Regions from separate parts of the Cricetulus griseus genome. Here region 1 is linked to region 2. The links are chromatin contacts, called in public Hi-C maps. All regions are on one chromosome and are shown on one strand. The core of a region is the stretch at or near the end of the contact, and the rest is flanking DNA. Distances in the headings are between cores, read along the strand shown.

Region 1 (5,575 bases), core at 2,557-5,056, 180 kb after region 2:
CAGGCTCGTGGCTCTGCTGGTGGCAGGAGGAGACATGATGCTGCTTCTCAGGAAGACCACGACAAACCCTACGTGTGTGACAGTAAGTAACTTGTGTGCTGTGTCAGCCCAGTCTTCCCGTGCTGTCTTGGCAGCTGCCCACCAGCTCTGGGCAGCACCAGACTTTGCTGCTTCCATCTCTGTGTGGCCACACTCCCGCCTGTTGTTACTGCTGTGGCCACAGGGGACTCCCCCTCTCAGACGGCCCTCCAGGATGCCAGGTCTCCTTCCCGGCTTTCCTCCTACATTCTCTCCCGTTCTCTGCCTCTTTCAAGATCCATCCTCCACATCTTTTCCCAGTCGAGAATCACAAACAAAAGTGTCACCCCAAACTCTCCAACCAAAGTGCCTGGTTTCTGTCGCTTTCCATTTGTTTCCCTCTAATTTCATTTCTCTCTCCCCCTCTCCTTGTCCTAGGCAGGACTGGTTATGAATCTTTTTATGACGATGGCTTGCTTTAATAAATGGCCCTCAATTCATCTCCACCGTTCCTTTCCTGATTCAGAAACATCATTGAAAGCGTGGTTGCCTGGCTCCTGTGTTAGAGTCTGAGGTTAGAAGTAGGGTAGAGACCAAAGGAGGGGCGCAGGGAGGGACTGTAGACACCAGGAGGATATTAGCTTTAGTCTATCTCACATGCCAGGGTATTGTATGCTATGGTTAGGTTCCACGGCCTCGCCCTGTTATCTGACATTCTATTGGACATTTCCTGCTCACTCCATGGCAAGGCTAGCCACAGTGCCGCACACCTAGGGTCTTCCTTTCCCCTCTTGTCTGATCTAAAAACGCAGAGCTCGGCCACTGGGACCAGGCTGCTCTGAGAACAGCAGGAAGCTAGACAAGGCAGGTCCTGGTGTGGTGGTGCTTCTGGGTGCCTCTCCATCTTGTCAGGTCCTGCAGCTCTGTGGAGGCAAAGAAAGCCAGGGGATAGGACATAAGGAGCATAGTGGGGTGATACCGATCCTCTATCCTCTCACCGGCCTCTTGATTTCAAAATGTTCTGTGCCCTGTGAGGATGACATCTGGTGGGACAATGTTTTGCCACAACTCAAACTCCTTGACTCTCATTTGGCTGCTTAATACACCATACAGAAAGGGATGCCCTTTCTCCACCATTCCAGCTGTGCTCCCCATGCTTGTTTTTCCTTAATGGGATCTGGAACCACTCTCTCCTCCACATCCCTTTGCTTTTTGTGTCTCCTTCCCTAACAATAGGCACACTCAGCATCTTGCCCTAGCATCCTCTGAATTCTTGGTTAGACTAGGGTCTGTCTCACTCCATAATCTCGGTGCCATTCTGCTTTGAATTCCCTTCTGGATCTACATTTAAACACTTCTACCAGAAGTAGCATCAAGGCCAAGAAGCTCCGAGAACAGACATTTTCTTGTTTGATTTCTACACCAGCTCTTGGAATAGCCCCCCATTTTCAGAGACTACCCAAACTGCTTTGTGCACACCTAACCACTTCCCAGTCAATTCCTATCTGTCCGGCACCAGGGTCTCTCCAGGTGTAGACTCTTTCTCCTGAGGCATTTGATTATCTTTCTTTCCATAAATCACTCTGCATTTGGCCCCATCGAATCTCAATAAACAGATACAATAATGTGTGACTTCAATATACAAGATTCAATAAAGGAAAATTTAAAGACATTGCCCAGTAGTTAAATTCCATTCTCCACAGACTTGCAATCCCTGCCATTTTTGTATCATCTGTGGTTTGATTTGCATAATTCCTACTCCATCTTTGGAGTTATTTATGAAAATATTAGGTCACCTTGGACCCCAAACACCTCTCTCTGGATTTGTGTGGGTTGGTAATAGCTACTTTTTTTTTTTTTCAGATGCAGTTGTGCTTAACCCTTCCTAGTATGTGTTCTTGGATGCAGTTGGTGTCCTTTGATGTTGTTGGTTCAGGCTTCATTTTCACAATGGGTGGCTGAAATATTGTCTTAGTGGATAACTTGAGGTGATAGAGGTTTACTTCTTGCCGTTCATCCAGCCATTGGATTTATTTCATCTCATAAATATTAAATCATCTAAATGTAGTTTTGTTTTTCACCCAGTTTTTGGTGTGCACATGGATACTTCGTTTTCCTAACAAGTAACCAATCTCTATTAATTATCTTGAAATTTTACTGAGGCGGAAGCTTGAAGTTCTGTGTCTTCCCTTTCTGTTTTTTATCTCAGGAAACAGAAATGGGCTTTGTGGGGGAGTCTGTTGGTGTTTATGGATCTGGACCACTTGTGCAGACGTAACCTAGACACTCATGAAAATGCAGATTCCAGTGTTTCAGGGCAGACTTCCTCCATCAGAATTATAGGGGCCTGCCTGGAGCCCACATGTTCCTGCACCTCTCAGGGGATTCATGTGTTGATGTGTGAGAATGGCTGTTTCTCCTCATTCCAATCTGAAGGCCCTGGACCATCCAGCCCTTTTAATGTCCCTTCCTGGATCTCTCTCTCTTGGATGCATATGTATGTGTTATATGTGCACATGGCTGCACACATGCATGCACACCTGGAAACCAGAGAAGGACATCAGATACTCCATTTTATTCCTTTCTGGCAGGGTTTGTCTCTCTCTGATCCTGGAACTAGGCTGGCAGCCAGCAAGCCCCAGCAATCCTTCCATTTGCAACCCCATCCAGTGCCGGGGCTATAGACGCCCATCCTGCCACAGTATTTTACATGGGTGGTGGGATCAGAACTCAGGACCTTATTCTTGTAGAGCTTTTACCCACTAAGCCATCTTACCAGCTCTCAAGCCTAGAAATCTTATGGCCCCTGGCTCCTCTAGGCAGCCGGCTACTGGCTTGCCTTGCTGTTTTGCTTGGCTTCCTTTAAATCTTTCCTTGGTAGTTCTTTAAGCAATAATAAAGTTCAGCCATCCAGTCTAAAGCACAGCGCTACCACACCTGATTTTAATTTACTCAGTAGCATAAAACCCTAATAGTACCATCATCACAAGTTCTAGCTGGGGTGTTAAGTGGGGACAGGCATGCAGGGAATCCTTGGGTGCGGGCTCCTGGTATGTGTACAAAGTCATTGCCTGAGTTGCTCAGCCTTGTCCTAGGGGCTTCCAGGTCTGAATTGCTCTGTAGCACCCTTGTCATCAGGTCCTAAGGAGAAGCCTACTTTCATATTCTTGTTGTTCCAGGACCACGCCAGAGAAGAAGATGGTGCTGACTGGGAACATGAAGTATCTATGTGATAGGCATTTTGGGAGAACCTCTGTGTTTTTGCAGGACACAGGGAATTTTCTTCTGACTTACAGTAACAGTCTTGTTAGTGTGTGCCTATAGCATGCAGAGGAGTGTGTCTGGCCTTTTGTAAAGACTCCATAACCACCCACAGTAAGCTTGAGCCACAGACACAGCTAAGCCTCACTTCTGTGAAGAAACCCAGGGCTCACAGAGGTGAAGGGACTTCCCCAGGTCACAGAGCTGGTCAACAGTAACCCCACTTCCTTAAGAAATGTTACAGTCTAGGTCTGGTTTATTCTAGGTTTGGTTTAGAGTGTCCTCCTACCATGGAGTTCTCCCAAGAACTGAGGGAAATATTGTCTTAGGAATTAGCTAATAAACATGCATTCTTTATTTATGAGCCAGGATCCTGTGTGCTACTAATGGGTGGCTTCTAGGATTAGATTGGTAAGCTGCAGTCAGGTAGCAATTGTAATTGAATGGATTGCATGGTTCCTCGGCTTTTAAATTGAAATCTATTAAAATTACACAACACTAGAGCATTAGTGTACGTTAGTGACACATCTGAGTGTGACTCGCCTCTGAGTCACACTTGGTGTTGACACATCAAGAAGGTCCACTCAGCACCAATTCTCTGTCAGTAGGATCTTTGGCCTGCAACTTTTTAATGTCCACGCCACAAGGGTGATCTCTCTTAGAAACCCAGTTGGAGGTATCTATTACGTAGTTCGTTTGTTTGCTTGTTTTTTCTCCTTACCGTGATAAAAATACTGAACTGAAGCTTCTGAAGCAGTAAGGGTTTACTTCGGCTCCTGCTTTGGAAGTGTATAGTCAGTCCATCATGGCAGGCAGGGCATGATAAAGTTCATGTTGTCTCGAGAATGTGGCAGTGGGCACAGGAGCCTGCCTGTCCACATCATAGCAGATCAGGAAATAGAGTGCGTGTGTGTGGAACAGCACCAAGCTATAACTGTTAGAGATCGACCAGCAGTCAGTATAGGTTTTCTTTATTCAGATACACCAGCCAAGCACAAGCCAGAGCTTGCCCAGAGGCAGCAAGGCAGGGAGGCCAGAGAGAAGGGGTCCCCAGGTGTCTGCAGCCCTTTAAGAACCTATCCTGACCTCCCCTTGACCATGCCCTTGACAGGCGTCGTCAAGCACACCTGTAGCCAGCCCTTAGGAGGCGTGGTTACAGTGTCTCCCTACATATAACTTTTCAGATCTGCTGCCTCAGTGACCTACTTGTATTGTAAAAGGTCCACATTTCCTCAAGACAGTGCCATCAGCTTGAGGACCAAGTGCTCCGTGAGTCAGGGTTGGGTGGAGGGAGCCTTTCCCACAACAGCCAGTGGTACCATGTCTGTAGGGGCCGTGTCAGAGTAAGGCCTGGGGTCTCTGCCTGCCCTGAACATCTGCTGTCTGCCATGTTTATTCCAGAGGGAGAAGGGGAGAGGGAGAAGTGAGTCTCCGTTCAATTCTGTTAGTGACATTTCCTCCTTGTGTCTCTCAGAGCTCTGGGCCTCCCTGATCAGCACCCCTGGCACTGAGGGCTCCTTTTCCCCCACACAGTGAGGTTGTCTTCCCAGACCAGATGTCTCAGGAACAGAAAGGAGCGGTGCATTGTGGGACATCAGGGGGTTTAGGCCATGAGTGGGAGGAGCTGTGGGCTGGGTGACTGGTGGGATGGGCAGCCAAAGGGGTCCTGGGAAATCTGCTCTCCCCTCAGCTTCCTTCAGATACATCGCTATGGTTTCATTAAAGCAGGGGGATTCAGGTGACTATTTCTGTCTTATTAAAATTTCCTTTGGAGGGCATGAAGGCCAGCATTCTCTGAGGCTCATGTATTTTGTGCTTCAAACCATGGCAAAAAAAAAAAAAAAAGAAGCCAATAACTTGGCCTTCAGGCTTGCTGCTCTTGTGCAGCGGCTTGCCCATCACTCAGTTGTCTCTGGCTGTTATCGCGCAGATCCTTGGATATGTGTGTATGAGGGGTGGCAGAGGAGGCCCAGTGGTCCAGAAACTTGATTTGTGGAGCAGAGCCTGTGGGAGGGATGGGTCACTAGAGATGGAATGCATTTGTCCCCAGTAAGCTGGGCCTGTTTAAATATGTAAATGTCATTATATCCTGGACATAGGTGGCAGTGTCCCTGCAGGGCTGGCCAGAGGCAGGGTTGGGAAGTTTGTGTTTGGTGCATACCCTCCACCTTGCCTCCCTCTGTTTTCTCTGCCTTGCTCCTTGGCCCTGGTGTCCCTACTCTTGGATGTCCTTGCCTTACCGATTCTTCCCTCTAAGCATGTCACCATGGCCACCTGTGTCCTCTGGAATTACTTT
Region 2 (6,207 bases), core at 3,262-5,761:
CAAGAGAACCCCAGCTCAGGGCACCATCACCCCAGAAAAGAAGATTTGTTTTAGTGACGGGGGAGGGGAGGAACCATTGGTGACCCGTGTAGCCTCAGGCCACAGCAGAAAGTAGCAGTGTTTCAGGGCCTCCAAGGCCTCCAGCGTGGCCATGACTGTCATTTCTTTAGTCAACGGGAGTGGCTTGATGTCTGTGCCCAGGGACATTACTCTGACCTCTCCCCTGACGCTGCCCCCATCATCATCCTCAGTCCTGAGCCCTGGAAGTCTCTGCTTCCTAAGGGTTTCCCAGCCTTCATTCTGGCCTCCAAAGGCAGTGTCCTCATTCTCAGCCATGGCTTACAATCTCTCAATGTCAGTCAGTTGCCTCCAGGACCACATTTCTTTTCTTTTTTTTTAAATTATGTGCAGCCGGGTGTTGGTGGCGCACGCGTTTAATCCCAGCACTCGGGAGGCAGAGGCAGGCAGATCTCTGTGAGTTCGAGGCCAGCCTGGTCTGCAGAGTGAGTGCCAGGACAGGCTCCAAAGCTACACAGAGAAACACTGTCTCGAAAAAAACCAAATATATATATATATATATATATATATATATATATATATATTATGTGCATTGGTGTCTGGTTCCCTGGAACTAGAATTGCAGACAATTGTGAGCTGGGTGCTGGGAATTTAACCTAGGTCCTCTGGAAGAACAGTCAGTGCTCTTAACTGCTAAGCCATCTCTCCAGCCCCAATTTCTTAGTATTTACATCCCACCTTCTCTCTTCAGTGTTTTTCTTCTCACTCATCTTGTACAACCATTTTCCCACCCAAGGGATTGCTCACAAGCCCAATGCTCTCTTACAAACAACTCTGAAGGCGAGGTTACTCCCTACCCCCATCATTGTCATTTGAGAGGAAGCCCAGACAAGCCCTCTTCTAAGGGGATGACCCTGATCTGGCCCAGTTGGTGTTTCTTGTCTTACCCTGGTGCCCAATGCTCCCTTCCCCTGCCTTTCAAATACCATCTAGTCTTCCTATATGTAGGGTTGTCCTTTGCTTCTCTGAGTCCAAGACCCAGCAATAGGGAATTTACAAATACTTGCTATGTAAAGTAGCTGTTGCTAGGTTATATTTTTAGTCTAGAAAACCCTTTACCCCTTGTCTCATGTCTAAGGTCTGCTTAAGCAAACCAAATTAATTGATATCTTCTTCATGAAGAGTTTCCCTCTCCTCATGTTGGAATGGCTCAATGCCTCCACTCTGGGCTTTTGATACCTATCACTTTGTCTCACACTAATGTGTAAAAGCCTCCACACTTTGGACCCTTGACAGTCCTAAAAAGTAGAGGCACCCAATAAACACTCAAGGATATGACCATTGGGATTGTGTACACCAGGCCACAGTTGAAGATGGCTGGGATGTGGGGAGGGTTCCTTTTTCCTTTCAAGTCACATAAAGCAATTGCTCTGTTTGCTTGCAAGGTTAGTTCTCTCTGCAGATGGATGGGAATTGCATTTTGAGGGCTGTTACCATGCCTGGTTTGTTTGTTTATTTATCCATTTGTTTGGTTTGTCAAGACATGGTTTTTCTGGGTGTAGCTTTGCCTATCCTGAAACTTGCTCTGTAGACCGACAAGAGTGACATCAAACTCAGAGATCCACCTGTAGGATTAAAGGTGTGTGCCACCACTGCCTGGCTTTGCTGGCCACAGTTTAATGTTTCGCTTTCTTCAAAGGAAGTTTACTTCAGCTTAGTGCTTAGAACATACCAGAGCTCGTTGTGGATACCAGGAAACCGCTTACTGAGGTCACGGCTGCCTGTGCTGTGGATGAATGGAGAGATGGAAGGGGAACCTGCTCTTGCTTTTGATATAATCCTTCTAGTTCCCAGAGCCCTGGAGGAGCTTCGATCATTGAGGATGGCTTTTGCAGCACCTTTAGTTTGTTTTGGATGAGGGATGCTTCTTAGGACTGAGCCTAGGGCCTTGTGCATGCTAAGCAATCACTGTAGCACTTAGCTGTTTCCCTAATACTACTCTTACTTTGTCAAGGATTTATTTATTTGATTTATTTATTTTTATTTTATGTGTGTGGATGTTTTGCCTGCATATTATGTCTCTGTGCCTTGTGCAGTACCTATGGAAGTCATGGATACATGCATGTTTGTGTACCATGTGCATGTCTTGTGCCTGAATTGTTCAGGAGAGGGCATCAGATCCCCCTTGGAACTGTTGTTACATGGTGTATATCACTAAGTAGTTGCTGGGAGAAACAACATGTGCTCTCAACTACTAAACCCTCTCTAGTCCCTGAAATGTAACTAAAAAAATGTTTTGACATCACAATTAGTAAGAAGGGTTTTGGGTCTATGGAGCTATATCATGGAATTATTGATGTCATTGTTGTTCATTTGCTCTAATCAATGAGTTTCAGAAGTGGATAGTTATTGCTACATTCTATTGTCATCTTATTGGGATTCCCTATATTCTTTATGCCACCAGCTGACAAGTGATGGGCAGACAGGTGGATTTCACAGCCTATATTACTACTGTACAGCACAGCTAAAGACTAGACTTTAATTCTGGTCAAGTTTTTTTTAAGCGTGTTCACTCCAAGTCCCTTGTTTCTGAAGGTTCTGGCCCAAATCTGTGTCTTTTTTTATCTATGATACAAAAACCAAAGTTAGTAACATATCTTTTATTTCTCACAAGTAAAAAAAGTGACTATAACCAGGCAGTGGTGGTACATGCTTTTAATCCCAGTGCTAACCAGGCAGAGGCAGGCAGATCTCTGAGTTTGAGGCCAGCATTGTCTCCAGAGTTTCAGGACAGCTAAGGCTACAGAGAGAAACCCTGTGTCAAAATAAATAAATAAATAAATAATAAAAATAAAAAAAAGGACTCTAAAGTCAGACTTGAGGACTATAAAGTCAGACTTGTATTGACAGTTAAAATGACATTCCATCAAGCACAAAAAACAAGGCAATGCTATTTTTTTGGGGGCAGAGCCTTGAGACTGGGTTTCCTTATGTAGTCCAGGCTGGTTATGAACTTCAAGGAAGCGCCATCATGCCTGGCTCTCTCTATGTAGTTCATCAAAACCAGCTTTCGATACAGGAGACCCTGTAATGAGAGAAGGGGGTGGGGGAAAACAACACCCTACTAGGCAAACAAAGAGTTAAATATTTCCAGTCTGCACACACACGTACTCACTCAGCTTTGCTGGGCTTATCTGTAACTCTAATAGTGAATGGAGTTGGAATCTGAAAGTTCTGGACTGCTTTGTAGTTGTATTTTACTTTATTCATTGAGGGCAGTAAAAGGAAAAAGCAGGTGGAATTATGAACCAGCAGTTCAGCATCTCTCATTTTTTTTTCTTTTCGCCCCCCCCCCCCCGCCTCGCCATCCATTTGGCCGTATTAAACAGCTATGGGTCGGTAGCCAGGCTTCTACATGCTAACGACGCCTCTAAGTGCTTTCGCTCACTCTGAGCCTCCCTCCCTGTTCTCCGTGGAAGCCTGAGTTCGCAGAAGTCTCTCAGTTTCTTCAAGTGTTCGCCAGATTCTGAGCAGCAACAGACTCGGGAAGCCTCGAGTCACGTCGCAACATTGGCTTGAGAATTCTTTTTGCGTCCTATATTAGTCCAGAAAGGTGACGCCGGTATCCGCAGCGCCGTTCCCCGAGGGAACTCCAGCAACACCCACCTCAGGCTCTAACAATTTTGCTTCCTTAGCTGCGTTTGCTAAAGTTGCCTCAAATCTTCCCTATCCTTTTGCCAAAAGAGCGCCAGGTCTCCCTTTGCTCTCCAGCTGGCCCGTGTCAGATCATTGTGAATCGCTGACAGCGGAGAACGGTGTGGTCGTAGGGGACAGCGCAGAGTGACCACCCCTGAATTACGTAACAAAAAACCGTAGCAGCAGCAGAGGGCGAGCCTGACGCTGAGACATTCCAGGGGGAAGGGAGTTGCTGTCCTGGACTAGCCAGTTCCCAGAAACCGACAGGGGAAGGTGGCTGAGATAAAGAAAACACTTCGGGGACAAGAATATTCAACAGCCTCAGAACCTACAGCATTATTAACAATCGGTGAAACACGAGTAGCAATTTCTTGCAGGGAATTGCAGCCTTCCAACTTTTGCACTGAAATACGGGAGGTGTACCCGGAGCGGGGGTGGGGTGGGGAGGTAAAGACGGTGATATATGAAGTCCAAAGCTAATGAATGGGATTTAATGGTTTTGATGGCCCTATGTAAATATTCCTGCTCAGGAGCGCAAACTCTCTGCAGTTATTTAGTAAAGTAGGGGCTCAAACTAAGAGAGAATTCTCTCCCATGTGTGTCCACTAGCCCCAATCAGCAAGGGCGCTACTAACACTGTACTGCCCCTTTAAGACCTGCTCGCTCTCGGGCTCTACAAAAGGGAGTGACCTCTGGGCTTTGACAGCTCCCCTAATAACTACCACCACGTAGGCCCCGCCTACCTGGCGACCAGCCGCGGCGATTGGCCTGCAGGCCGGTATCCCGTGCTCTGATTGGCCTGCCGCTTCCCCTGAGCGAACCTTTAGAACTCTGAGACAGACAATATTCTGTTACATTGTAGCAAAATGGCGACTGTCATTCACAACCCCCTGAAAGCGTAAGTAAGACTAAAAAATGTACATATTCCGCGTGGTTTCAATATGAAAAAAAGGCGCCTTGCGGAGCGCAGCCGGCGCCCGGCTCTTGCAGACGCCTCCCGCTGCGCCCGGGCTCCTCTTTTCTTCTGCTCTTACTTCTTCATCTTTTTTTTTTTTTTTTCCTCCCAGCGCGCAGAAATGTCAGGAGATGCAATTAACAAAAAGAAAATTGTTACATCTGTGTTCTGCTTAATTGACTGACCCGGACCGGGAGGGAGCCCGGAGCGGCGGCGGCGGCTCCGGAGCTGCGGGGGTCTAGAGCAGCTCGGGCTGCACGGTCCCCGGAGTCCTCTGCCTCTCCCGGCACCTCGCGGGGCTGGCCGAGCCCGGTCGGAGCGCGGGGCAGGGGCCGCGTCGTGCGCTCCGCTGAGCCCTGAGCTTCAAGCCCGAGGCTTCCCAGCTCCGCGGCTCGTCGGTCCGCCCGGGCGGGCTGATCAACCGCTGCAGCTGCGGAGTTTGCTGGGCGTTCGCTCTGCCTTCCGAGCTCTCGCAGGGAGTTTGTGCAAACCTTCCGGAGTTGGGAGGACAGCGCGCGGAGCGGCGGGTCTCGGGAGTCCTGGGGCCCAGGTGCTAGCCCCGGGCTTTTCCACTCGAGCAGCCGGGGGATCAGGGAGGCGCTCCGGGCGGTCACCGGTGTGTCTGCGTATTTGTGGGCGAACTGGCGGTAGTAAATTAACGACCTGGATTAACTTGGGGGTTGATGTGGAGGCAGGGAAGCTGCAGGTCTTATGAATGGTGTGTTTGCCTGCTTTGGGTGAAAAGCCGAGGTAGGCGGAGGCGGTTCGGGGCTCTGGCGACAACGAGGGGCAGGTGCCTCCGGGAGACTTTGAGCGGACAGAGGGGGGCGGGCTGCGCGAGGATTCGCGGGGGCCGGTCCCCGGTCGGAGCTGCCTGCCTGCCTGCCTGCCTTCCTTCCTTCCTTCCTTCCTTCCTTCCTTCCTTCCTTCCTTCCTTCCTCCCTCCTTCCTCCCTTCCCTTCCTTCCTTCCCTTCCTTCCCTTTCTTCCTTCCCTTCCCTCCAGTCGGTGAACTGTGAATGTGAAGCCGCCAAGTCCGCGAGCGATCGTGGAGCCGCGGGTGGCCTCGGAAAACTAGTGTGGCTCTCAAGGGGCGCTATTGGCAGGGATGTTGGCAGAGGGTGGATCCCTGGGAATTGCTGCGCGGTGTGGGCTCCGGTCGGTGCCGGTTGTACTAGGACTTCCCCGCCCGGTGAAAGCCTCTGGGAGTAGGAGGGTGCGCGTGGGTGTTTCGTGCCAATTCTTCCCAATTTGTGGCGGTGGTCGACCCTGGCTCTTTTAACTGCCTGCTACAGCGTCCTAACCCGTGGAGTCAAAAACACGGTTCGCTTTGGAGAGCAGCAAGGCAGTGCGGGGGGGATTCCTAGTGCCAAGAAACGCCTAGGGAGAACCCGCTGCGTTTGCACCAGCTAGCAACCAGGAATAGGGCAGGGATGTCCCAGATCTCGGAGTTTCCACGAGATAATGCGGTAAAGAAGACACTGGAGGCTGAGCCTGATGCGAGTTCCTGGCTCCAGTTCTCGCTCGGAAGCTCAGCTA

Evidence for each region. Hi-C and Micro-C count contacts between places; a contact is called where the count stands out from the background.
Region 1: a contact with region 2 is called in a Hi-C map of the CHO-K1 cell line, with 3 times the contacts expected there. The contact joins the enhancer-like site here to the promoter of Dpf3 in region 2. A contact is called at or near these places in 2 of 8 Hi-C or Micro-C datasets (both in the CHO-K1 cell line).

What each region holds. Positions count from the first base shown.
Region 1 is chr5:120,412,540-120,418,114 of CriGri-PICRH-1.0, forward strand. Dpf3 (zinc finger protein DPF3) reads left to right here. Exons shown (of 11, transcript XM_027418438.2): 6 at 4-82. Among named protein-coding and RNA genes, the nearest start is that of Trnak-uuu, 67 kb to the right of the region's middle. Within about 2 kb of position 3,807, at least 3 of the 6 cell types and tissues checked have open chromatin away from gene starts, as enhancers often do. A contact at or near this core is called in the CHO-K1 cell line, where this site is marked.
Region 2 is chr5:120,232,397-120,238,603 of CriGri-PICRH-1.0, forward strand. Dpf3 (zinc finger protein DPF3) reads left to right here and starts at 4,512. Exons shown (of 11, transcript XM_027418438.2): 1 at 4,512-4,612. The coding sequence starts at 4,581.